3 separate regions of the Mus musculus genome follow, and all the other regions are linked to region 1. The links are chromatin contacts, called in public Hi-C and HiChIP or PLAC-seq maps. All regions are on one chromosome and are shown on one strand. The core of a region is the stretch at or near the end of the contact, and the rest is flanking DNA. Distances in the headings are between cores, read along the strand shown. Region 1 holds the start of Arhgap31 (Rho GTPase activating protein 31). Region 2 overlaps Tmem39a (transmembrane protein 39a). Region 3 overlaps Arhgap31 (Rho GTPase activating protein 31).

Evidence for each region. Hi-C and Micro-C count contacts between places; a contact is called where the count stands out from the background. HiChIP or PLAC-seq counts read pairs in DNA pulled down with a chosen protein or histone mark.
Region 2: a contact with region 1 is called in an H3K4me3 HiChIP or PLAC-seq map of the 230-238 cell line, with 17 read pairs. The contact joins the enhancer-like site here to the promoter of Arhgap31 in region 1. A contact is called at or near these places in 6 of 39 promoter capture datasets (the C10 cell line, cranial neural crest, hematopoietic stem and progenitor cells and 3 more), 1 of 484 Hi-C or Micro-C datasets (bone marrow-derived macrophages), 7 of 115 datasets of contacts at active chromatin or transcription factors (the 230-238 cell line, bone marrow-derived macrophages, cardiomyocytes and 4 more) and 4 of 9 other capture datasets (adipose tissue, liver, macrophages and 1 more).
Region 3: a contact with region 1 is called in a Hi-C map of Th1 cells, with 5 times the contacts expected there. The contact joins the enhancer-like site here to the promoter of Arhgap31 in region 1. A contact is called at or near these places in 17 of 39 promoter capture datasets (the 3T3-L1 cell line, 3T3-L1-derived adipocytes, the C10 cell line and 10 more), 5 of 15 datasets of contacts at CTCF or cohesin (the NIH/3T3 cell line, embryonic stem cells, large pre-B cells and 1 more), 220 of 484 Hi-C or Micro-C datasets (2-cell embryo, 8-cell embryo, B cells and 123 more), 45 of 115 datasets of contacts at active chromatin or transcription factors (the 230-238 cell line, CD4 single positive thymocytes, CD8 T cells and 33 more) and 6 of 9 other capture datasets (adipose tissue, embryonic stem cells, embryonic tail and 3 more).

What each region holds. Positions count from the first base shown.
Region 1 is chr16:38,710,378-38,714,761 of GRCm38.p6, forward strand. It overlaps Arhgap31 (Rho GTPase activating protein 31), which reads right to left and starts at 2,658. Exons shown (of 12, transcript NM_020260.2): 1 at 2,197-2,658. The coding sequence starts at 2,296.
Region 2 is chr16:38,585,440-38,589,823 of GRCm38.p6, forward strand. It overlaps Tmem39a (transmembrane protein 39a), which reads left to right. Exons shown (of 9, transcript NM_026407.3): 6 at 1-79; 7 at 782-969; 8 at 2,744-2,864. Among named protein-coding and RNA genes, the nearest start is that of Tmem39a, 25 kb to the left of the region's middle. Within about 2 kb of position 2,387, at least 7 of the 459 cell types and tissues checked have an H3K27ac peak or open chromatin away from gene starts, as enhancers often do. A contact at or near this core is called in the 230-238 cell line and pre-B cells, where this site is marked.
Region 3 is chr16:38,635,065-38,639,448 of GRCm38.p6, forward strand. Arhgap31 (Rho GTPase activating protein 31) reads right to left here. Exons shown (of 12, transcript NM_020260.2): 3 at 1,833-1,977. All of the region lies in intron 4 of Gm36482 (a long non-coding RNA gene), which reads left to right. Among named protein-coding and RNA genes, the nearest start is that of Gm36482, 22 kb to the left of the region's middle. Within about 2 kb of position 1,852, at least 74 of the 459 cell types and tissues checked have an H3K27ac peak or open chromatin away from gene starts, as enhancers often do. A contact at or near this core is called in the C3H10T1/2 cell line, CD4 single positive thymocytes, CD8 T cells and 29 more, where this site is marked.

The sequences.
Region 1 (4,384 bases), core at 1,408-3,907:
TTTATACAAACTGCTTATTATTCACGGTTCATTTCCACACTGTACAATGACAGTGTGGCTGGTGATCCAGAGTGCCAGATGCTTTTCATTCAAAAGCCAAACTCTATTCAGGTATGTATGCCCAGTCTTAAAGGTTGCTGATCTGTGACAGGGCCGTTTGCTTGCACTCTGGGGACGGGGGTCCTTAAAGGAGAATGGTGACTTACACACAGGAGGCAGCAAGAGGTCTGGGCCCTCTCCATCCTTTGTGATGGATGAGCCTTGTGTCTCTATGAGATCTCCTCTTAGCTTCCTCCTCAGCAGGACAGGAAGCATGGAGTTCCAAGCAGTCGGCTTTTCCTACCGAACATCCTTTCCCTTCCTCCTTTCCTATGTGAAACACACAGGAGTCCAACATACAAAATGGGTTTGAAAGAGGCGTCGCCTGAGGGCTCCTCTTAAATTCTTTCCCAGAGCCCCAGGGTTTTCAGGTTCTTCCTTAAACTAGGACTTTATAGGAACGGGCCATGGCGAGCAAGCATTATACAACCCTCACAGCGTGTGTGTGTGTGTGTGTGTGTGTGTGTGTGTGTGTGTGTGTGCGTCCCTGTGATTGTGCCTCTCTCTCTCTCTCTCTCTCTCTCTCTCTCTGTGTGTGTGTGTGTGTGTGTGTGTAGATGCCTCAGAACAGCTCCAACGTCACAGAAGGTGGCACCTCAGAAGCATGCCCAGTGTACCTACAGGTTAACACGAAGAGACCCCCGTAAAAACAAGCAGAGACAAACATTTTGTTCTTAACCACTGTGGTTAAGATGTGTACTTGGGGCTCTGTCAAGTTTTAAAAGGGGGGAAAAAAAACCCAACAAACAACTCAGTCCAAGTGATTTTATTTCAAAAAGACCTCTCCGGAGTGTTGTTGAGATTTAAACGAATTGACTTCAGTTATGCCTCAATTTCAGAGTCGGTTTTGAAAACCAGTAGTTCCCCTGAAGCTCTGAAATACTAAGCCATTTGTCCTAATGACACAGCAGACTCTGGACTCCCGAATACCACAGGAATATCACACCACTGCAAATTGCTAGGGGTGCTGAGTCTTCAAAAAGGGGAAATGAAACAAAGGCCCTGCACTGTTTCTGGGATGCACACTTGATATGGACAAACCCAGTTGTTTCAGGGAGAGTTTTCCTGAGGCAGAATTATTCTGAGCAGTTACATGGCCCTAAGTGTTCTTTTGTTGTATTTATCTATGTATAATGATAGATATGAGATATGTGTAGTGGGCTCTTTTCTCTTTCTCTGAAGTTTCCAAAGAAGCCTTTTTTTTTAAAGTCCAGAACCAGTCAACTTTACAAAAGGAGTCATTTCATGCCCCATTCCCCCACCTTTGCTATATTAAAAACTTTTACCCTCCAAGACGGTGTTATCCCAGTATAGTTTGTTTTCATTTTTCCCCACCCACCAAATGTTTAAACTGTTTCCACTGGCTCCTCTTTTTCTTTTTCCAAGCTGACTTAAAAAAAAAAAAACCAGAGACGCTCTTCTATATCCTAAACTCTTTTAAAGCTGAGGCCCTCTGACCTTCTTACGACACACTGCTCGCAGGACACACCAAAGGCCCCTCTGAAAAGGCAGGAGGAGGTAAAGGGTGGTGGTGGTGAGGTGGGGGGGGGGTCGGGGGAGGTACTGTATATTTGGCATCAACTCAGAAATACAGAAAATGTTTGTGCAAGCACTCCCCCAGCCAGGATTCCCCGCCCCACCCCCAGCACACTGCCTCCTACCACATTAATAAAAAAGGATGTGAGCCGGTGAAACCTTCCAGTACAGGAGGCACATTTAAGATGATCACAATGATACATCCAGAGAGATTCACCACACGTCAGTCACCCCCTCATCTTTCCCTTTCAATACCCAAAGTTTAAGACCCGAGCCTCCCTCCCGGGGCTTCAGCCTCAGAAATGGCCAGTAAACGCCACAGCTACACCACTGCTCATCCACCGCTCCTGTGACACGTCGGATGGACAGACCCAGCTCCTGCACTGTGGGGTGGAGGCGATGTGGTTAAGAACTGTCTTTTTTTTTTTTTTTTTTTTTTCCTATTAAAGTACAGTGAGCGCACGAGCCTGGAACACATTAACTTGTGAACTGCATCCAGCACACCCCAAGAGAAATCCATCGCTCTTAAACAAAAAAAAAAAAGGGGGGGGGGTACATTACCATCCTGTCCCGAACTTTCCAGATACTCCGTCAGGTCACATCCAAACGCACTGGCGGCTCCCTTTCGTTTCAGCTTCTGCTTGGCACCCTTGTTCTTCATGAGTTAGCCCCACAGAGGCTGCCCCTCCGTCTGCGCTCTCTGCTCCGCACCGCTGATGAGGGTTTCGGGGTCGGGTCACCAGGGCAGAGCGGCGCCGCGGGTCCGCATGGGCGCGCAGATTGGGCCGTGCACCGCCCCGGGCGGGTGTCACCTCCCTACTCGGGCTCCGGCGGCGTCTCCCCGCGCTTCTCGGCTGAGCCTTGCGAGGAGCCGGGGCCGGGGCGCGGCGGTTAGGGGACCGCCCCGGGGCTGAGTGTGCTCCGCCCTAGGCCCGCGCTCTGCCTTCAGAGCGCTGGAGGACCGCGAACAGCCAGCATCACGTCCCCTTGCCCGCCCTTGCGCCGTCCCTTTTTTCCTGTCTTACAAATCCCAGGATCGTCCAGCTCAGGAAGCGCTGGAAGGAAGTCAGCTCCGGAGGGGGGCGGAGGTTGGAAATTTTTGGCAGCTGTGTGTGTGTGTGTGTGTGTGTGTGTGTGTTTGTGAGTGCAGTCGAAGGAAGTAAGTGGGTGGGTTGAGCTGCGCGGGCTGGGGGAGAGATCGCGCTCTCCCGAAGTGGCTCTGCTAGTCCAGAGTATCGCCCAGGGCCGTCCCGGAGGAAATCGGCCTCGCGAGGAGCCGCGGCCGCCCGCCCGCTTCCTGCCGCCAGTCAGGCTCTTTGCACAGCGCAGGAGGCGGCGCCGGACTCTGCAGGGAGGGCTCGGGATGGGTGCTCATGGAATTGCTCTCCTTGTCATCCCAGTCCTGACACTTTCTATTTCAGTGCCTGCCTTTCTCCTCCGTCGACACTTAAGTGTAGTGACAGTAACAAAGACTGGGATTCCAGAAACCTGACCGGCAAAGCCTTTACGTTGGCCACTCCCATCTCTCTTTGCCTGGGTCTGCGGTCCCTGAAGCCCAGACGTCTCCTCTCCCACGCTGAGGTTAGGATACCCTCGGGCGAGAGAGAGGTGCAGCTTTGTAACCACTGCCCAGGAAGAAGTTATATTTCTAGTTACAAACTCAAGTTCAGGCACACACACACACACACACACACACACACACACACACACACGCACACACACATCCCGATCTTACTAACTGCAAGAGATTTGAGTAAAGAAACCAAGATTTAAGGGGCGCTGACATTTTGCCAGTCTCCCAGGTTGTTTTAAAACTTGAGGCGTATGTTTTCACCCCGGCATGTTTTTCCTGCTTTAGTTGGAATTCCTTGACTCGTGTGTACTCAGCACACAGTGAACACTTAAAGTCTTGTGCCTTGACAACTCAAAGATTAGATTAAACTTCCTGCATCCATTCAAATCCATATATAGGCTTGAAGGGTAGGTACATTCATATAGCTGGCAAAAGTATTATGTGTTGCATTTTAGTTACTGATTCCTCTTAAAAGCCATCATGGCAGTTTATGAACTTTGAACTCTGACCTTCTCTCTATGTCCAGACATAACCTGATAGCCAGCCTACCAAATTTGGCCTACAGATGTGTTTTGTTTGGAACATATTGTTTAAAAAAAAATTTAGCCAACACTAAAGAATTAAGATGTTTCTCCGTAAGAAAGCTGGATTTCTGTCGTCTCCTGTGGGAAGGAAGCTCTGCTTATACCACAAGTGCGTTCTCGTAAAACAAGGAGTGCCATACGTTAAGACACGGCGGCTGGCTTTCAAGACAAGCCTTCTAGTTTGGAGGCACCTCTGCCTGTCTGTTATTCGTCGCGTTCTCACGACCGGCCAGGAAGAACACAACAACCAGAATCTTCTACGGCAAAGCTTTATTGCTTACATCTTTTTGGGGCCAGAGTGTAAGAAGCAAGAGAGAGAGAAAAACGAAACCCCTTCTATTTAAAAGAGAACAACAATTGCCTAGGACGCATCACTCCCTGATTGGCTGCAGCCCATGGCCGAGCTGACGTTCACGGGAAAAACAGAGTACAAGTAGTCGTAAATACCCTTGGCTCATGCGCAGATTATTTGTTTACCAACTTAGAACACAGGATGTCAGCGCCATCTTGTGACGGCGAATGTGGGGGCGGCTTCCCACAGTTCCCCCTTTTTCTTTTAATAAGAGCAAATAGGCCACCCATATTAATGAGA
Region 2 (4,384 bases), core at 1,137-3,636, 130 kb before region 1:
CCACAGAATCAAGGAAGTTCTCTTCAACTCCCTCTTCAGTGCCTACTACGTTGCATTTCTCCCGCTGTGTTTTGTGAAGGTAAGCAGGTATCCTGCTCTGTGGTCCCTGGATTTGTGTCAATTACATAAACTGGGCATTTCTTGTTTAATTCCCCTTTTCTCTGTCTCCCCTTTGGCAGCCTGGATGGTGGAGTTCGGCTGCATCTGGAGTGCACTAATACCGCTCCTGGTTGGCGGAGAGGTATTTCCATATATGTGATGCACCCATGGTAGCCCCTCCTTTCTTCCTTCCTTCCTTTTTTTATCCCCCCACCCCAATAATGTTTTTTTAAGTTACTGGGAAGAGTAAAGATTGAACTTAACATAGAATGATTACGTAGCAGCTTAAGAGAACCAAAATGTCAATAAAATTTAGACTGCTGTGGTTATTAACAGGTTTTCAAAAGCTTCCTTGAATTTAACCTAACCATCCAACTAAACTTAATTTATTTCGATAGAAGAGCTAAGTGGTCTGGGTACCACGTTGGGCCATTTTAGTGTCCCTTCCCCCATTCAGAAGCACCTCTGCAGCTGGACTTCTGCAGCTTCACACAATTGCTCTCCCCCAGCCCTGACTCGTACAGCCAGGTCAGGTTGATTTTGGAAGACTCTGCACGGACATCAGGACCACCAGTGCATGTTGACTCAGTGTGGCATTTGTCTGCAGGGCGTATGTCCACACACCCTTCCCTGCCTCTGTTCCCGCCAGTGCATGGATCGGTTCTCCTCTGATCTCTTCCAGAGTACCCAGTATTACGACATGCGCTGGTCGTGTGAGCACCTCATTATGGTGTGGATCAATGCTTTTGTCATGCTCACCACGCAACTGCTGCCATCCAAATACTGTGACTTGCTACACAAATCAGCTGCTCACCTGGGCAAGTGGCAGAAGTTGGAGCATGGGTTCTACAGCAATGCTCCACAGCACATGTGAGTAGGGTAAAGGCTAAACCATGTAGCACTTCTCTTCACGAGGCTAGTCATGTCTATGCTGTGTGCCATTCTCGTTCTTGGTTTCTGTTTACGTGGGTGTTTGTCATAGTACTAAAAACAAGGCAGGACATTAACTCATTTCCACCCCCATCACCAGCTCCTTCTCCAGTGGGTCCATGTTTCAGCCGCCCAGTTACATTAGAGGCCATTATACTCAGCCGTTCACTTCGGTTTTGCCCATGTATGTGTGTGTACACATGTATGTACATATATATTTTAAACTATTTTGTAAGACTTAAGGTTTGTTTTCACATCTTCATTGCCACAACTGAATAGTTGCTACCTCAGCATCCCACACAGCTGGAATTTGCTTTAGTCCTTTTTAATTAATCAGATCTGGTATAGTCATTTTTCTTGCCTATAACTCTTTTGTTTTCTTCCTAGTCTTTGTACTGTTTTCTTCTTTCTCCTATTCTTAAATGCAAACTCCTGGCTTTTTATTGTGTACCCTTATTAATCATTTCTTTGTATGGCCTCTGGGATTCAAAATACCTAGCTTCCAAATGCTTTCATTCTGTCACTCTGAGCCTCCTATTAGAACTGTCCCTCAGTTTTGGAACATCGTCAAATATGGACCCTCTTCACCTTCCTCTCTTTTATAATTAAATATTTCACAATTTCATCCACCAGTTTCCCCCTCATTAAATGGGACAGATTGAGGTGACCTTCCCTCCCCTCTCCCCCTCAGAGTTCTCCCTTCAATTATCTGCCTTGATGTCTAATACAGATTAGCACAGGCCTTCAAGCCCAGGAACTGAAAGAGATTGGGCCAGGCTGAAAAGAAACCTGAATGTGGGCAAAGGACAGATTTCAATAACAATTGAAAGTACAACCCACAGTCCTAGTACTGTCCATCTTCAGGCTACTGGTGGCACGTGGCCATGAGGTGTGTCATCACCTTAACGCTGGTAAGTGTGACCAAGGCCGGTGGAACGTGTTCTAAACTGGGAGAGCTTCAGGGCATTAGAATCATTTTTATTTTTAACATATCTAAACTGCTGTCCCAGTTCTTACCCTAGGAAACTAACCTTTCCAAAGTCAGGAAGTGATGAGTTAACTTACGTTTAAATGGGAAAAGGTTGTAATTTGAAGCTTTCCATCCTTTTGCAATGCCATTACATTGATGCTGGAAAGAAAGAAACCTTTTCTTCCCTGATTTCTTTTCCTTAGAGAAACCTCTATAGAAATAAACCAAGAAAGCGGTCAAGAGGAAAGTCTGTGTGTTAGTACCCGTGTGCGTCTGTGTTCTCTGTAGCTTCTCACATCTGTGACACCAGCAGAGTGATCCTCTCTAGGGTACCATTATACAGCACATGGCTCCTAGTTGGCAGTGCTGTTCATTTCTCCTCTGCTTTAGCTGTCATTGGCTTTCGCTTCCTGTTTGTGTCCTCTTATTGCTCCCTTGGGATCCAGGTGACAAGTCACCCTCTGAATACTTGGTTTTCTGGCCTGGCCATTCTTCCAAGCCTGTAGCTCCTTTAACCCTGAGCTAACCAGTCACTCAGTAGTTGCTGCATTCTGTATAGCAGTGAAGTTATCATAAGAAATTCTTTCTAACTTCTAAGGCTTTGGCTGTGGAATGTATGTCTAGAGCTCAGGCAGATGAAGCCGTGAATGCTTAATCTGATCTTCATAGAAACATAGCTGGTCTTTCAGAACGCTGTCTTCCCTAATTCTCGGTATTCTAACAGTGCTTTCCTTTTTCCCATAGTTGGTCAGAAAACACAATATGGCCTCAAGGGGTGTTGGTGCGGCACAGCAGATGTTTATATCGAGCCATGGGACCTTACAATGTAGCAGTGCCTTCAGATGTATCCCATGCCCGCTTTTATGCAAGTACCATTTACTTATTTTCAAGCATAATTATGGAAGTGTTAGGAGGCCACTCTGTATGTATGTAAGCACCTAGCACGGTATGTGATGCACAGTAGGGAGTTAATAATAATAATAGGTAATTATTACTATGACTGTGACATTAGCCTTTGATCTTGAGAAATGTCTTTGGAAAGGCAGCTTGATGTTCATATACTATTGCTTAAAACAATTAGGCAATTATATGACTTCCTTTTTCACCTGACAGGCTTAATTTGTTAATAGTTCGGTTTAGAAGAGACCTTCACATGTGTTGTATCTGGGCCTGGCATGGTGTCATGTGAGTGTCATCCTAATACTTGGGAGGTGATGGCAGGAGGATCCAGAGCTCAAGGAAATCTTGAGCAACCTTGTTCAAAAACAAGCAAACAAGATCTGTGCATTAAAGTACTATTTAATATAGTAATAATGGCTTTTTTAAGTGTTTACCTGAGTTTGAAAGTAATAAAGTTAAAATTTAAAAGAGGAAAAGCAGCAGGCATTAAGCCCAACTTCTGCCCCATTTGACTTATGCGTTGAGTTGTGATCTAGTTAAACTGTTGGCCCTGAGGGTCTGAAGTATCTGACTTGTAAAGCAAGGGCAGCTGACTGGCCCATGTGGGTAGGGAAAAGGTATATGCAGAAAATACATTTAATCAAAATACCTGGGGTCGAGTGCATTATCTTTGAGTTCTATAATAAAATGGAGATTTAAAACAATTCCATCTGGTTCTCCTGTCCCTCCCGATTACCTATGAAAGGCCGTGGATTTCCTGGTTCCTGAGAGCCTTTGACCTGCATGAAGGGCACGATGCCTGGAGATACTTGCTAGGGGGAAGAACACGAGCAGGAGGAGAGGGTCTTGAAAAGGAGACAGTGGCTTTTCCTCTACTCTCGGGATCGCCTTAAGATGTCACAGCTCCATGGCATTTCTCTCCATAGGCATTTAATTCAGCCAGTGGAGACTCTAGGTTATTGTGAATGAATTATTTTGGCTGGTGCTATCCCTTTAAGCTATTACAGTTTTCTTGTTCGTGTTGCATAGCTGAAAAATATCAAGCCAAATTCATATAAGAAAGATGAATTGTTGTTTGCATAGGTAAATGACTACTTCTCAAAGGCCCTAGCTCCTGTGCATACCTTACCTGGCCTGTCTGTAACAGTGACTTGGTGCCTTTCTGATCAGAATCCCTGGAGGATCCATGAATTTAGAACATTTCTGTGAAGTGAGAACGTTCAAATTCCTGTAGAACCTGACTCCTCACATCCGTAACCCTGGCACTCGTAGAGGCAGGAGGAGCAAGGCTTTCCAGGGCGGCCTTTTTATCTCCAAGAGTGAGAGAGACTCTGCAGGCTTTTAAAGATCCTGATAAATTTAACGTTATAAATGAAGCCTGCCTATTAGCAGTAGCGGTTACATTTTAAAACCTCCCTTATGACTTGTTCAGTTTCTGGGTTGCTAGTACTGTTAACTACACTTTGCTATAGAATCTGAAATAGC
Region 3 (4,384 bases), core at 602-3,101, 76 kb before region 1:
TTCTGTGTGCTTTGGGTTCTTTTTCACTAAAATTCAATGTAGTCTGTGGGCAAGGTTATGACAATTATTATACAAAAGAGCTAATACATCAAAACAAATACTATTCTTGAATACCCTTCCTTTTTTTTTTTTTTTTTTTTCAAGACAGGGTTTCTCTGTATAGCCCTGGCTGTCCTGGAACTCACTTTGTAGACCAGGCTGGCTTTGAACTTAGAAATCCGCCTGCCTCTGCCTCCCGAGTGCTGCCTTTTTTTTTTTTTTCCGAGACAGAGTTTCTCTGTGTAGCCCTGGCTGTCCTAGAACTCACTTTGTAGATCAGGCTGGCCTCAAACTCAGAAATCCACCTGCCTCTGCCTCCCAAGTTTTTTTTTTTTTTAAGATTTATTTATTTATTTATTTATTTATTTATTTATTATATGTAAGTTCACTGTAGCTGTCCTCAGACACTCCAGAAGAGAGGATGGTTGTGAGCCACCATGTGGTTGCTGGGATTTGAACTCCTGACCTTTGGAAGAGCAATCGGGTGCTCTCTGAGTGCTGCCTTTTAAGCCTTTAAAAAATTAATTTTTTCTTAAAAAGTTATCTGTGGTGTGTGTTTCTTCTAGACTCCAACTCTCCCAAGACTTTCTTTTCTTTTTAAAAAAAGATTTATTTATTTTATGTATATAAATATACTGTAGTTGTCTTCAGACACACTAGAAGAGACATCAGATTCCTTTACAGATGGTTGTGAGCCACCATGTGGTTGCTAGGAATTGAACTCATGTGGTCCTATTTTAATTTTTTTAATCTATTAATTTTTTTAAATTAACATGCTTGGTATTAGCTTTCACTATAACACGTCCAACAAGATCCGTTCTTGCCTGTCTCTTCCCTACTTTCCCTCTGCTTCAGTCCCTCTGTCCCTTCCACCCACCAAAGCCTCTTTCTACATTCGGGTCACATGTGTTCTGTTGCCCTCCCCGACTTCCTGCACACTCCTTTCCTCCTGTCTGGGCACACACACACACACACACACACACACACACACACACACACATCACAAGCTTGGATCTGAACTTGAGAGAGAGCCTGGCTGCAGGCTTTGTTACTCTGCGCCCGGCTACCTTGTCAAGCCTGGCATTAACATTTGCTTTAACCACGTGTTTTGTGCCATCCTTTCTGCTCACCCACGGGTGCCTCATTTGGTAGCCATACAAGCAAGCACAGTGCAGCTATTTCACTCTTGCATCAGCAGCCCATTGGCTATCCCATCCTCTCTTCCCCTGGCCCAGGTGCTTTGCTGTTTTTTTTTTCTCTCTCTCTCTTCTCTTTGTAGCTCTCTGATAAAGTCTTTTGATGTTTGCAATGGGGTGGGGTTGGGGGAACTCTATCTTTCCTGCCTACCGGTCTGTTCCCCCAAGCCCCCAGGCAAACACAGAAAGAACACTCTTTTGGAAAAAAAAAAAAAAGAGAGAGAACCATCACGATGTATAGCAAGCACCAGAGGCCTGAGATTCCTGCCCTGCCTCTGCTGTGTGACCTTGGGCCAGCCACTTTACTTCTTTGGTTCTCAGTTTCCTCCCTGAACAATGAGGCGCATTCAGTTGGATAAGCAGAGAAATAATTTAACCCAGCTCTCAAAACAAACAGCATCATTCTGAGAATTCAAGGAAGGAGCAGTTAGCAAACAGCTCGACCACTCTCCTTCCCTTGCCATCTTACATCCACCACCATGCTAAGATAATGCCAACCAGCTGGCGACTTGTGTTATTGTTATTTCAGTGTCGAAACTGCCCTTGGCCGGTCCGTGCATCCCACCCGCTAACCACAATAGAAACCCAAACACTCACCGTGAATTTCTCATAGAGCTCGTAGGTCAGGAGGGGGTTGGGCAGCTCCCGGAAGTAGAGCTTGCACAAGGAGCCCACACAGTGGATGTCTTGAAGGTACACTTCCCTTGTCAGATCTGGGCATTGATCTGAGCCAAACTCTTGCCTGGAACAACAGAGATGGAGACATAACAACCCCAGGGACCATGGGATCCTTGTCAGCAGCTGCTTGGAGGCACAGGAGTCAAAAGAGCCTCCACTGCCGATGTGCCTGGGGTCCTGCCTGACCTCCACTCCACTCCGGGCACCAGAAGGCCATTGGAGAGACACCGCTTTTGGAGGCTGATGTTTGCTTGGAAGTCGTTTGTGACTTGACGTCAGAAAACTCATTTGTGTCCAGAAGTCCCCACGGCACCGTATCTGTGTCTTGGCGGGGGGCCAGGGGGATATAAAATGTCTACTGAGATTTCAGTTTTTCTAAAGCATTACTCAAAATGTAGCCCCCCCCCCCCCGTCTTTTTTTTTTTAGCGGTGAGACCCAAAACTGGGAAGTGGGGTGAGGCAGGGGGTGGGAACAGTGTCAGGTCTTATCCCACATTTCCACAGTCATGTCTCAAATTCCCTTTAACCAGATACTCAAACCCAAGGTTTGTGGACCTAACTCAACCATCTCTCTGTCGCTTAGCGGAACTGTTTATTTTTTAGGTGGCTTAGTGGTGACTCTTAGGTGTCACTCCAGCATGTGAATGTCTTAAGCAGTCAGTCCACAGTTGGGATTCCAGGCACACCAAGACCATTTGGGTCTAGAGTAGGCGTCTGCACCATTTTCTTTCGTTCCTTTTACTTTGTTTTCTTTCCCTTTGATCCATGTTGTTTGAAACAGGATACAGGCTAGGTTGGTCTTGAACTGATGTCATTATTTCTTCATTCTCCTGAGTGCTGGGCTCATGGGCCTGAACTACCAGCTCCAGTTTATGTTTGACGTCAAATCAGAAAACATTTCCTTACATGCGTGCACTGCCTCACACTGTAAATACTTGTAAGCTACAAATATGGTTTTTTGTTTTGTTTTGTTTTGTTTGTTTGTTTGTTTTTTTGGTTTTTTGAGACAAGGTTTCTCTGTATAGCCCTGGCTGTCCTGGAACTCACTTTGTAGACCAGGCTGGCCTCGAACTCAGAAATCTGCCTGCCTCTGCCTCCCGAGTGCTGGGATTAAAGGCGTGTGCCACCACGCCCGGCCCCAAATATGGTTTTTAAATGGTTTTAATATTTCTATATTTAAGCTCCCGAGTGTACTCCTCAGTTAGGCAGGGATAAACCCCACAAGAGTCCGAGAACCAACATTTTTCAAAGCAGCCCATTGCGCCCCTGTACTCTGTTCCATCTCTTCAAAGAAGAGTGGGAAACGCTCCAATACTGTAAGGACCTAAAGGTAACTCATGGGGACAGAGAAGAGAGGGGTCCCGTGAATCTGTGGACATACGTGCATGTGTTTGTTTCTCTGAGATCAGGAGAGAAGAATCTACAATTTATTCATTTATTTTGCCCAGATTTTCCCTGGTCAAGGCTAAGGCACTCTGTAAATGAAAAAGACTCCCCCTACCTAAGTATCTTTCTGGATGCCAGCTACGGTGTCGTGGACTTCAGACCTAAGAGTCACCCTCAGTGTGGAACAATTGGTTTGCAAGCTTGCGGCCCAGTGCCGATCCCCAGCAAGAAAAAAAAATGTTGTCAATAAAATTCTAAGGGATCCACATGCCATGTATGGTGGTGGACACCTGAGAGCCTAGGACCTGGGAGACTGAAGAAGGAGTTGTGAGTTCAAAGCTAGTCAGGTAGACTGAGACCCTGTCTTAAAAAAGCAAGCACTGAAGCATCCGGGTGTGGTAGCACACACCTTTAGTCCTTAGCTCTCGTGAATCAGGAGCAGGTGCATCTCAGTGAATTTAAGGTCAGTCTGGCTCACAGAGTGAGCTGCAGGACAGCTAACGCTACACCGAGAAGAAACCTTGCTTTGATTTAAAAAAAAATTATACTTGTAATAAACTATTTTTTAACATCCATAAAAATGTTTTATTATTCACTACAGTTTAATTACAAGTGAGATTTGGAGAGGATGGACCAAAGAGAAGGTAGAAAACAAAATGTTGAATTATATAATATATAATCCACATCATATATCCCAAGTACATATGTACTGACTTTACAAGAAGTGTGTTCTACAGAATAGGGAGGCTTACCCTAAATTTCAGGCTAGCCTGGTCTATAGAGTAAAACCATGTCTCAAAAAAAATTTTAAATGTATATTCTTATTATCTTAGAATTTATATTTGTAATTAGCAAACATGGTAAATATATATTTAAAATCATTAAATGTTCTTTTGGTATTATGATAAACAAAATACATAAGCCTATTGCCTTAATCACAGAAAAATACATATATACTTCAATATATTTCATATATTGTGTATATATTTTATACAATATCTTTTTTTATTTAAAGTTTCTTGTCTTTTTGTTTGTTTGGTTTTGCTTTTTTAAGAGAGGGTTTTTATGTGTAACAGCCCTGGCTG